Linked DNA regions of Gossypium hirsutum: regions 1 and 3 are each linked to region 2. The links are chromatin contacts, called in public Hi-C maps. All regions are on one chromosome and are shown on one strand. Each heading gives the region's core, a stretch centred on a gene start, on an enhancer-like site or on the middle of the called end of the contact. The rest is flanking DNA. Distances are from core to core; before and after follow the strand shown.

Region 1 (3,407 bases), core at 726-3,225, 200 kb after region 2:
AATAATGCCTTTTGCATAGTTGGAGAATGGTGTCTGAATTTTTAACATTTATCTTATTAATTACAGACCATGAAATAGCATTCAATAATAATAATAATAATAATAAAAGCCCCTTGGAACTGGTCTTTTGTGGTCTTTGGGGACGACGAACCATATTTCTATTATATCGTGATTTTATATAAAACTAGAAGATAAGAATAGCATTTTTGGATACGATTAATTAGAAAGAGAGCCTAATTTTTTAATTTTTCATTATGAATAGGTGGTTTCCGATGCGGTTGTGCGTAATCCATTACATCAATGTCCCCCACATTATCCTTTTCCTTGGAATCGAGAGCTTCGTCAGCCCCAGCATCTGAATTTCCCAACATCGACCTTGCTCTTACTCTCTTCCATCCCTACATAATATCACGTATAAAAAAAAACAATGAATTTTCTCCAGGTTATGAACTTCTTTTTATCTCTTTCTAATTTTCCATGTCAAGAATCCGAAAAGACCAAACAACTTGAACTACTTCCTCTCAAATATTGTTTTGTTATTTTTCTTTTTTTCAAACTAATAATTTTTTTACTACAATTGCATGCAAAACAATACCCAAGCATGCACGTGAATACCATCTGATTTCTGTGTTCTGTCCTGACTTGCTGAAGAAGATGGGCCATTAGTAAGTACGTAGTCTTGGTCTTTTACCATAACCAGTACTGCACTTTAACAAACCTGAATCACTTACTGAATCTAGGTTCTAAAGATATGGTCTCTTTTTTTCTTTTTTTTTTTTTACCTCGACTGTTTCCTTGCTTTGCAAATCAACCCGAGAGGAACTCATAATTCCATATTCTGCATGCGAATATCAGCAAAATTCCAGCACCGTCAATAATATTTACATGAAACATGGTGTCTGAGGAAGATTAAATCTTAGTTTTGTACATGTACATATGTAACTATATTTATATCCCAATGACTGATTAGGATCAGATAAAGTTGTTTGTGATATTCTTTAGTAATCTTTATCAACGAATTATTGAGGTTTATCATTATGCGACAGAACAACAGATTTCCTGAGCCAACCAAGTTGTAGAAGTGTTGAAGAATAATAAATGGTGTAAAGCTTGAAGAAAGTTCAAATTTAGTTTAAATAATGATATCTTTTTTGAATTATTTGCATGTATATTTCCTGTTGAAAAGGCACATAAATTCCAAATAAAAAAGAGAATAATAATTAGTTTGAATATAACCTGAAATTGCATTTTGAACAGCTTCTTTCGCCAGAAAAGAGTCCGAAATTGTTTGCTTCATAGTTTTTGCACCAATTATTCTCCTTCCATGTGGCCTAACTTCTTGTAATTCTGGTATTTGTAGCTTCTTTGAGATTGAAGGCCCCATCTCTAACTTATGGCCTTTCAACTTATTGGCATCCTGTATCAAATTAATTAATAACTTAGTTATTACTAGACCAAGATTTTAACATAAAATTATTATAATCTATAAAGTCAATAATATCTTTTCTGCACTAACCTTGCTGGCAAGAAAATCGACATGATTGCCATTCTCTTCAGCAGAAAAACCAAGACGGTGAGCATTGCATGCATGCAAAGAAAAATAAAGGAGAAATAATATCGCAAGGGAAGACATGATTATGAAATTAGAGCTTAATTAGTTCTGACGAGAAACAGAGAAGATTTAAAAAAAAAAAAACGATATGCAGTTTGGGGATGCTACTGCAATGTTAAGTTTCTTTTCTTTTTCCAAGTATTTGTAATGATGGAAGCATCAAAGGAGCATTAAATGCAAGTTTTGTATTGAATTGAAATACGTTCTTTAAGAGAACATGCAGGTGTTCGGATGATGGATCCTGAAAACGAAATTGAAGATATTCGGGGGGGCCTCCCTTTGTCGCTTACACTTGAGTTTTTAATCAAAATTTGGGGCCCTAAAGTAAAGAATTATAGAGCAATACGGACGAGACATATGTAAGGTCTCAAAGATATTAACAAGGGAAGCTGGGAGATTTTATAGAAATATATACACTGTACGCATGTATATAATTTTATTTTTTTATTAAACCAACCATCTGGTTTGTGTATGTTGGAATTGCAAATATATTTAATTGGCTAATGAAATTGGAGGGGAAAAGTATGAGTTTCTTTTTTTGTCGGGGGATAGGTGATGATAGGTTTGTTAAGTATTATGAAACATGAAAAAATGGAAATTAAATATAATAGAATTTTTATAAAAAAAAACTGAAAGAAGAAAAGATTTGGAATTAGGATAAAGAAGTAAAATAAGGCAGCTACAACAGTAAATCAAGGTCCTACCCATGTGTTTCTGCTGAGGAAGTCAACTTCTTGCCCCCTAATTTATATTGTAGAATTATTACTGCTTTGATTATTTGCTTTTGTTTGACCGTTTCAGTTTTTTTTTTAATAGAAAAAAAAATGGTTGCAAACGCTATAACTCGAGCCCTATTATTTAAGGACAGAACGACGAAAGCTAACTCTTTCATTCTTCTATGTTAATAAGAAATTGAATTGTTATTTAACCGGAGTCAATTAATATAAGAGAATTCCGAGATGGAGAATTTTGGTTGTTGAAATTAAGAGGGCAAAAATTAATATCAATTTACCATCGATTACGCTATTTAGGATTTTGTTTCAATCAATTCAACAAGTTTTATAAAAAAAAAAGGGAAAAGAGAAATTAATTGTGGTTGTGGGAGAGAAAACACATCTCTTTCTTTCAGGTTGAAAAGGTTCAAAGTTACCTCCACAATTTTTAAGTTTTTAGCGTGGGATCATCCAATAGTTTCAAGATCTTTCTTCTATTTTTTAACCATAACTGTAGATTTAACATGGATCCCATGAAACCCCACTTTAGATGTTATTGTGCATTTCATAATACAATGTATCACAATATATACAAATTATATAGATAGAGATGACGATTCATTTTATAATACCACATATTATATAATAAGTATATAAATTCCATAAACCATATTAATAGCTTTTTATGCATCTATTCATCCATAACACATACATCATGTTTGGTTGGGGGGCTTAAGAATAGATTCCAGCCCAATTCGGCGGGCCCATCACCAAACATTAGTTTGGTTGCTGTAATGCTATTACAGCCAGAATCTATTCAGGGCGTATTACAGGGAAAATGTTGAATAGCCATTCCGTTCCCTCACCACTGAATAGCCATTCGTTCCCATATGAAGTAAAAAGTTTTCCCCCTTTTCAATTTTTGCCCTCACCTCTAACAGAGAATGAAGCAACACTGGAACCATCATCTTCTCCCTCAGTTCACAGGTAACTTTCTTTTTTCCTCATCTCTATGTTTCCCTTTTTCCCTTTGATTGCAGAAAATACCTAGGTCAATCTATTCTTCGTTCCTTCTTTTTTTT
Region 2 (3,470 bases), core at 805-3,304:
ACGTAGGTTACTTCTCTCTAGCTACTTTTTGGGCTGCTAATGACACACAACATGAAATGTTGATGGATGTACCATTGAAGAAAGGAATTAAAAGCCATACAAAATAAAAAGGATAAGGAATCTTCTAAAATAGACATCACTAAACCCAAAGCAAGCAGAAGACTTCCACTTACCTAGCAGAAACATCATTGTTTAAATAGCACAAGTAAACAGTGGTTTCCATTGATTTACCATAAAATATCTAATGTGAACTCTCAAGAACTTCAATTATACCTTTCAAAAACAAAATAACTTTAATTATCTATGCAATTGACATGGCAGTGCTAGCATATTGTCAAAAGTAATACCCTAAAAAGGCTTCTTGCGAAGCCCAAAATATATTGTCAAAGTTGCTAACTGAGCATGAGACGGATTTCAAACTCCAGCAGGCAGAACAATGAGACAGAAGGCCAAACTAGCCAGTAGCCCCCAATGGAAGGGATTTCCTCAACAATTCAACACATCTAACAGGGGAAATGCATTTCTGAAAATATTTCTAAGTTCATCAGAGAATCAAGCAAGGGAAAACCAAAGACAAGGGCTTTCTATCATGAACCTTTGCAAAATTCATCCTCTCAACCATAATCATTGTTGAGAAAACAGGCTAGAGTCCTCTAGCATGAAATATCTTCCATCCTAAAGCAGGTAGTTCACATATCCCCCTATTCTGGGATAATGACTCACTCGAGCTTGAAGTTCAAAATTTCTCAGCTTAAAACATGAGTGACATTATGGTACCTTTTGATTCGGTCACTATCCTACATTCCTATTTTCCCAATTTCAAACATATCCAAAACACCACTAAGCTACAAATATTAATATTACATGAACACGTTAAAAAAACTATAAGGTAGCATTTGGGGTCTCGGGTTTCAAACTTTGGATTTGAATTTCGAGAATAGTGCAAATTGAGTGATAATACACATACAAATATATTACTCATGATTGTTTCTCAAATCCCTGGATTTGTTGGATGCCTAGTAGTGAATTTGAAATTCCCAAGGAATTTAACAAATTCATGCTTTTTATACTTTCCAAAAACGCATTATATTGAAATTCATCTAATTTATTCATAATATATACAATTCATTCTCACAATTTATATAGCAAATGAAATCCAAATCCAAGAGTTTCAATTTCATATTCCCAAATGCAGCATAAAGAAAATTGAATTGAACTAAGGCAAAGTCAACTAATCAAGTCAGAGATTTGAACTCACGAATGGAATCTTGGAGGCCTTATCATTCCACCAAGCCAAAAATCCCAACGATGCAAAGAAGCTCAAGCCTCCACACATCCAAGCTAATGCCTCATACTACTCCCAGAAAAATGAAACATAGGAACAAGAACAGAGAAAAAAAAGAGAGTAATTTCTTCAAATAATCCAAAATCCCACTACCATAAAACACAAATGAACATTTAAATAGAGAACTTACTTACCTTTCCGACGGTATCAGCGATTCGATCAATACAAGGTTCTGGAAATGCAGTTCCATTGTCCCAAATTAGCTCGTCATTTACAGGAAGCTGAAAGGTTCCAGCAGGAGTAAAATTGTAGGGTTTTGGGTTAGTCTTTTTAATGATTTTCACTGAATAGATCTGAAGAATTATGAAGTGATTGAGCTTACGGGCTTGTCGGGAACGATATGTTTGCCGACAGGGAGACCCATACCGGAACGGAGTCGAAAAGAAGAGGCGACGGAGCGCGATACGACGCCAGTTCCGCCCATTATACGTGACGCTACGTTGCTCAATCTTCCTGCCATTTCTTTTCTCCTCGGAACTTTCTGCAGAACCAAACTCTGGTTTCTGTATTAATATTTAGCTATGACTAATTCCAATGGGCCATTTGCCCACGATAGGGATAGATAAATGATATTCAAACGATAAACAAAACGTAATAGATTCGAAGCCGAAGCCCATCAATATGGACCTATGGAAACCTTTTTAGTGTCAAAATTGTGATATTTTAATATATTCTACTTGTTCAAATATCAGGTTTTAGGTTTGATTTTCACATTACATAAACTGTTCTGTTTCTAAATATATTCTAGTCGTCCAAATTTATTTTGATTCAAACCCAAATATATTCTAGATATTTGGAGCTGTGAGTCTATTTGTACTCATAATTTTTTAAGTACATATTACAAATTGAGGGGAAAACACGACAATAGATTTTAAACTTTAGTCTTTTGACGGTGAACAAAGGACTTAATCACTATTCGTTAACGCTTTAAAAATTTTAAATATATTTTTTTCAAAAATTTAGTTTAAGATAAATATTTAACTTGACTTTGAAATTAAGCCTCTTTCGTCCCAAGGTCCTCCAACACTTAACCTCGACCTTAGATCTTGCAAGCTTCTATTATCACCCAAAGTTTCCCTTTATCTTGAAACCACATACAAATGTATTTAAATTCCTTCAACCCTGAGGGGTTTAAAGAGTCCATAACCTCTTTAAGGTCCTCATATAAACCTTAGATCTTGCAAGCTTCTATTATCACCCAAAGTTTCCCTTTATCTTGAAACCACATACAAATGTATTTAAATTCCTTCAACCCTGAGGGGTTTAAAGAGTCCATAACCTCTTTAAGGTCCTCATATAATCCATCGGTGCCTAAGACGTCAATCCCTTAAAGTTTTTATATCTCTTCATTTTTATTAACCTCGTAGTTATAGCTCCCTAAGAGGAGTTTGAGGAGTTCATGTGGCACATCCATGATTGTCCCTTGCATTTCATAGACTCGTCATCATAAGATACCCCAAGTAGCAACGATCTTTTCCTCCAAAAAGTTTGAATTCCCCACTCAGGCTCCCTTTATGATCACCTTGGTACTTGACACACTGGTTCTTAAGACCTTCGTAATCTTTCCCCCAATTTACTCAAAGGTTTCAATCCTCAAAAACCAATAGGAGTCTAAGGAGCATACAAGCCACCTATAGAGTCCCATCGATACAAGAAAAGATGTGAGTGTAGGGGTATGATGAGCAAATGCTTATATATTTTAAGTCTTAATTCCCTCACATTTGCATTGTTCTTAATTAATTTTTAGTTAGTTTTGTATAAATAGGTCCATTTTTCCATTAGCTATTGAAAAAAATTAGTTTTAAGTTATTCTTAATGTTTTTGTGTTCTTGAGTTACAAAGCTTTTCCAAAGTCTTCTTGTAGACATTGGATTGAGTTCAAGAGAAAAAAAAGCATATTCGAAAGAGGTGGAAAAAGGAAAAAGCTGGAAAATGCAAAAAGTCTGAATCTATTTGCAAATAATTCACTTTACATAAACACAAAAAGTAAGAATATATTCTACTTTTCGTCAGTACTCGAGTTTCAAATTTGTGATATTTATTAAATTAATTAAGCTTTTGGTCTTTTCCGCTCTAGCTTGAGATCTTGCCTTAGAAAAGCCTTGTAAATGGTAGAAGCATGTTG
Region 3 (3,255 bases), core at 452-2,951, 150 kb before region 2:
AAGATGGCTATTGGAGAGAACTGGTGCACACCGGTGAGAAGTAGACAGTCAAGGCTCAATTATGTTGGAAGAAAAACTTTTAGATAATATTCTAGTTCACGTTGGAAACTTAATCAGATTTTTAACGTAAATGTATTGTGTAATCCAACATCTGTTAACTGCAAATGATCTTTTAACTATTTTCTGATATATGATTCGACCTTTCAATTGGTACTCATTTTCTTCAACTTATTTTAGCTATGCTTTTGAATGTGATTCAAGGGAGAAGGAACTTGAGTAGTAAACATCATATGTATGACCTGTGAGTGGAGGAGTGTTGTTCCTAGAAATTTAACTCATAATGGATTTTGTCAAGTGCCATGAAGTTCTGTACGAAGTGCCCAATTTTATATGGCTATTCCCACCAGCAGAATCCATATGATCAGCACTAGAATCTAATGATAGAGTCCATTTTAGTGGCCCCATGCACAATCTTGAGCATATCGGTGAGGGAATGATCCCAGAAATGAAATCTACGGCCTTGATTCATAGATAACAGCGTATTTATTAGAGGATCAGTCCATCATATCATTATTTTCTTTGACAAGAAAATTAGACAATGAAATAATGGAAGGAGTGGAAGCGAAGCCACTAAAGAACAACCTTTGGGAACAAGCATGCTTCAATCAGGGCCCCAATAAGAAAAAGGATAAATACCAATGGTTGAAGTCCCTTGAGTGAAAGTGACTTCTTCTAATATTTGATTAGTTGGCTGCTTTAGTGGGTTAGATTGATAGGCAACTCGAATAATGCCACATGCAGCCAAGATTTTTCACCTAAATCTTTGAATCTTTGTGTTGTATGTGTCATCCTTTGTAATTTCACACATCCCCACTAATATAATTCTATTTCATTAATCTATTAATACCAAAAGGTCAGGGATATCGTTATATATTTGTTTCTTTATCTTCATTGGCTGTCTCTAATATTATTCTAATCTATAAGGGTATCATCCTCTCAAGAAATTTAATATACTTGGTGTCGAATATATACCCATATCCATAATTCGTCTACGTCCTGGTAATATTGGCAAGCAGTGCACCTTTAAGGTTGGTTCTCGTCGAACTATATTTCTTTTTACTTTTTATCACTGAGTCTTTTTGAAGCAGAAAAATGATTACAACATTGATTAATACATAAAACCAGCAACTTGAACATGTATTTGCGTTCATTGTTGGGTCTGCTTTTTCAATTTTCTTATCTGTTTTCACCTTCATCCCTTTCTATCCGTCTTTATTATTAATTTGTTGCTAATTTTGAGACTATAATGGTTTATAGTGTGCATTGGTTGGCGTATTATCTAACCCAAGCCACCGTTGACTAAGAGGGCAGAGTGTTAGATGTGATCGGTTGAGCACTTCAAAAAAAAGTAAACTTTAATATGAACTTGGTTTTCTACATTTGGCTCATTCACTTAATACAAAACAGGGTTCATCTATTGGTTGTTTCTGGTGCATAGGTTTTATCAAAAACTTAGTTTAAATCTCTCTAGCCTATGTTATTTTTTTATAAAGTTGATCATTAAATTCTTTGGGGGTGAAAAGCCTTTTGCTTATTTGCTACATTTCAGGCTTTAACTGCTAGATTCAGATGCATTTCTTTCTTATTAGTGCATAAATGCAGTAGTAAATTGTAAAATTAGGACAGAAGCTTCAGGTGTTTGTGTGTCAATGAGCCCAAGATGGGATTTGAAAGTCCATGAAGTTGCTGAAAGCAGTTTCAGACGTGCCAATCACCTCTTTAGCTGCATTTGTGATGGAAGTCAAAAGAGAAGCAATCAAGAAATTAGCCTAATGGCTCAAGATACAGTAAATGGATTCAGGAAATTGCTTAGCCTCCTTGATGGATCAATGCAATCAGAGTGTAAAAGGATCAGGAAGGGTCCACTGCCGAAATCCCATAATGTAAATCCGGCTGAATTGATGGATAGCCCCAGTTTTGCATCCCAAAGTTCCATTTGCAAACCGAGTCAACCACATATTCTGGGACAATTTGTCTCTCCACAGTTTAATCAATCAAATACTGGTTTGATCCCCAGAAATGTGGTGGTTTTACCAAATTTGATCATGGGATTGCAGCATTCTTCAACACTACCAACCATGATGCCAATGTTTGACAAGAAGTTAATTCCATGGTCATCGTCAGAAATTGTGGTTCCTCAGGATGAGTCTTGTATGCTTCTTTCAAAGAGAAAGATTGGGGTGGGGAGTGAAGAAGCTAGTACAAAATGTGCAGCCTCAACCGGGGGATGTCACTGTTCAAAGAGAAGGTAAATCCTTATCATTGAAAGAGTAACATGGAACATTAATAATCTGATATAAAGGATGAATTTGATCAGTTCCTTTATTTCTTATTTTCTTTCCCTGCAGGAAACTGAGAATAAAGAAAACTATACGAGTCCCAGCTATAAGTAATAAACCATCTGATATACCACCAGATGATCACTCTTGGAGGAAATATGGACAAAAACCCATAAAAGGATCTCCATATCCTAGGTATGACATAGTATTGCTTTTTTCATATTCATCCCAAACTAGCTAGTTTATTAATTCAAGAGTCAAAATTCTAAATTGTTGGATATATGTTGAAGAATGGACTGAAATTGAAGCGAAAACAAGATAAAAATAAGCTAAGAATAATAATAAAATAATTACAACTTGACTAATCTTGGAACATGATTAATTCAACTTGCTTCTTTATTAGATGATTTCAGTCTAATCAGCAATCAAAATGTCTTATAAAAAATTATCACTCTTTCAGTGCAAGTTGACAAGTTAGCAACTTGCAAGGGTAAGGGCTCGCCTAACATAACTTGCACTATTGAATACTTCACAGCTTTAATGAGCTCGCACTATTACAGAACTCACAGTTTTGGGTGAGCCTGCAACTTTGTAGAGCTCGCACATTTGGTGAGTTCGTAGTCTTACAGTCTAAGTTTGTCAACGCATAGATAATCACTTCACAACATAAATCAACTCTTTTAGATTTGAGATTGTTGAGGGGTCAAATATTGTCTCCACTGGGGTTTTGTCTGAAAAACTAAAACCTTGGTCGGCCTAATCATAAAAATAAAAAATAAAAAATTGAAGAGTTTGCGTTAGAGGTTGCATGGGTCGGGCCGGGTTAAAACAAAAATTTTAAACCCGTTTTCTAGGCCAGGGTCCTGCCCGGCCCGAAATATGGGCCTAAAAATTTGTTCAAGCCCACCCGAAATAA

The links. Hi-C and Micro-C count contacts between places; a contact is called where the count stands out from the background.
Region 1: a contact with region 2 is called in a Hi-C map of leaf, with 5 times the contacts expected there. The contact joins the promoter of LOC107931735 here to the promoter of LOC121204635 in region 2. A contact is called at or near these places in 3 of 34 Hi-C or Micro-C datasets (callus and leaf).
Region 3: a contact with region 2 is called in a Hi-C map of leaf, with 2.5 times the contacts expected there. The contact joins the promoter of LOC107905653 here to the promoter of LOC121204635 in region 2. A contact is called at or near these places in 4 of 34 Hi-C or Micro-C datasets (all in leaf).

Annotation. Positions count from the first base shown.
Region 1 is chrA08:115,503,724-115,507,130 of Gossypium_hirsutum_v2.1, forward strand. It overlaps LOC107931735, which reads right to left and starts at 1,976. Exons shown (of 4, transcript XM_016863669.2): 1 at 1,517-1,976; 2 at 1,237-1,417; 3 at 783-838; 4 at 35-398. The coding sequence starts at 1,633. The coding sequence ends at 234. LOC107931702 (ubiquitin-conjugating enzyme E2-23 kDa) reads left to right here and starts at 3,078. Exons shown (of 3, transcript XR_001693293.2): 1 at 3,078-3,312.
Region 2 is chrA08:115,300,647-115,304,116 of Gossypium_hirsutum_v2.1, forward strand. It overlaps LOC121204635 (NADH dehydrogenase [ubiquinone] 1 beta subcomplex subunit 8, mitochondrial), which reads right to left and starts at 2,055. Exons shown (of 4, transcript XM_041074864.1): 1 at 1,668-2,055; 2 at 1,480-1,566; 3 at 1,259-1,354. The coding sequence starts at 1,805.
Region 3 is chrA08:115,150,353-115,153,607 of Gossypium_hirsutum_v2.1, forward strand. LOC107905653 (probable WRKY transcription factor 15) reads left to right here and starts at 1,702. Exons shown (of 3, transcript NM_001326959.1): 1 at 1,702-2,308; 2 at 2,409-2,534. The coding sequence starts at 1,710. LOC107905654 reads left to right here. Exons shown (of 5, transcript XM_016832351.2): 5 at 1-189. The coding sequence ends at 87.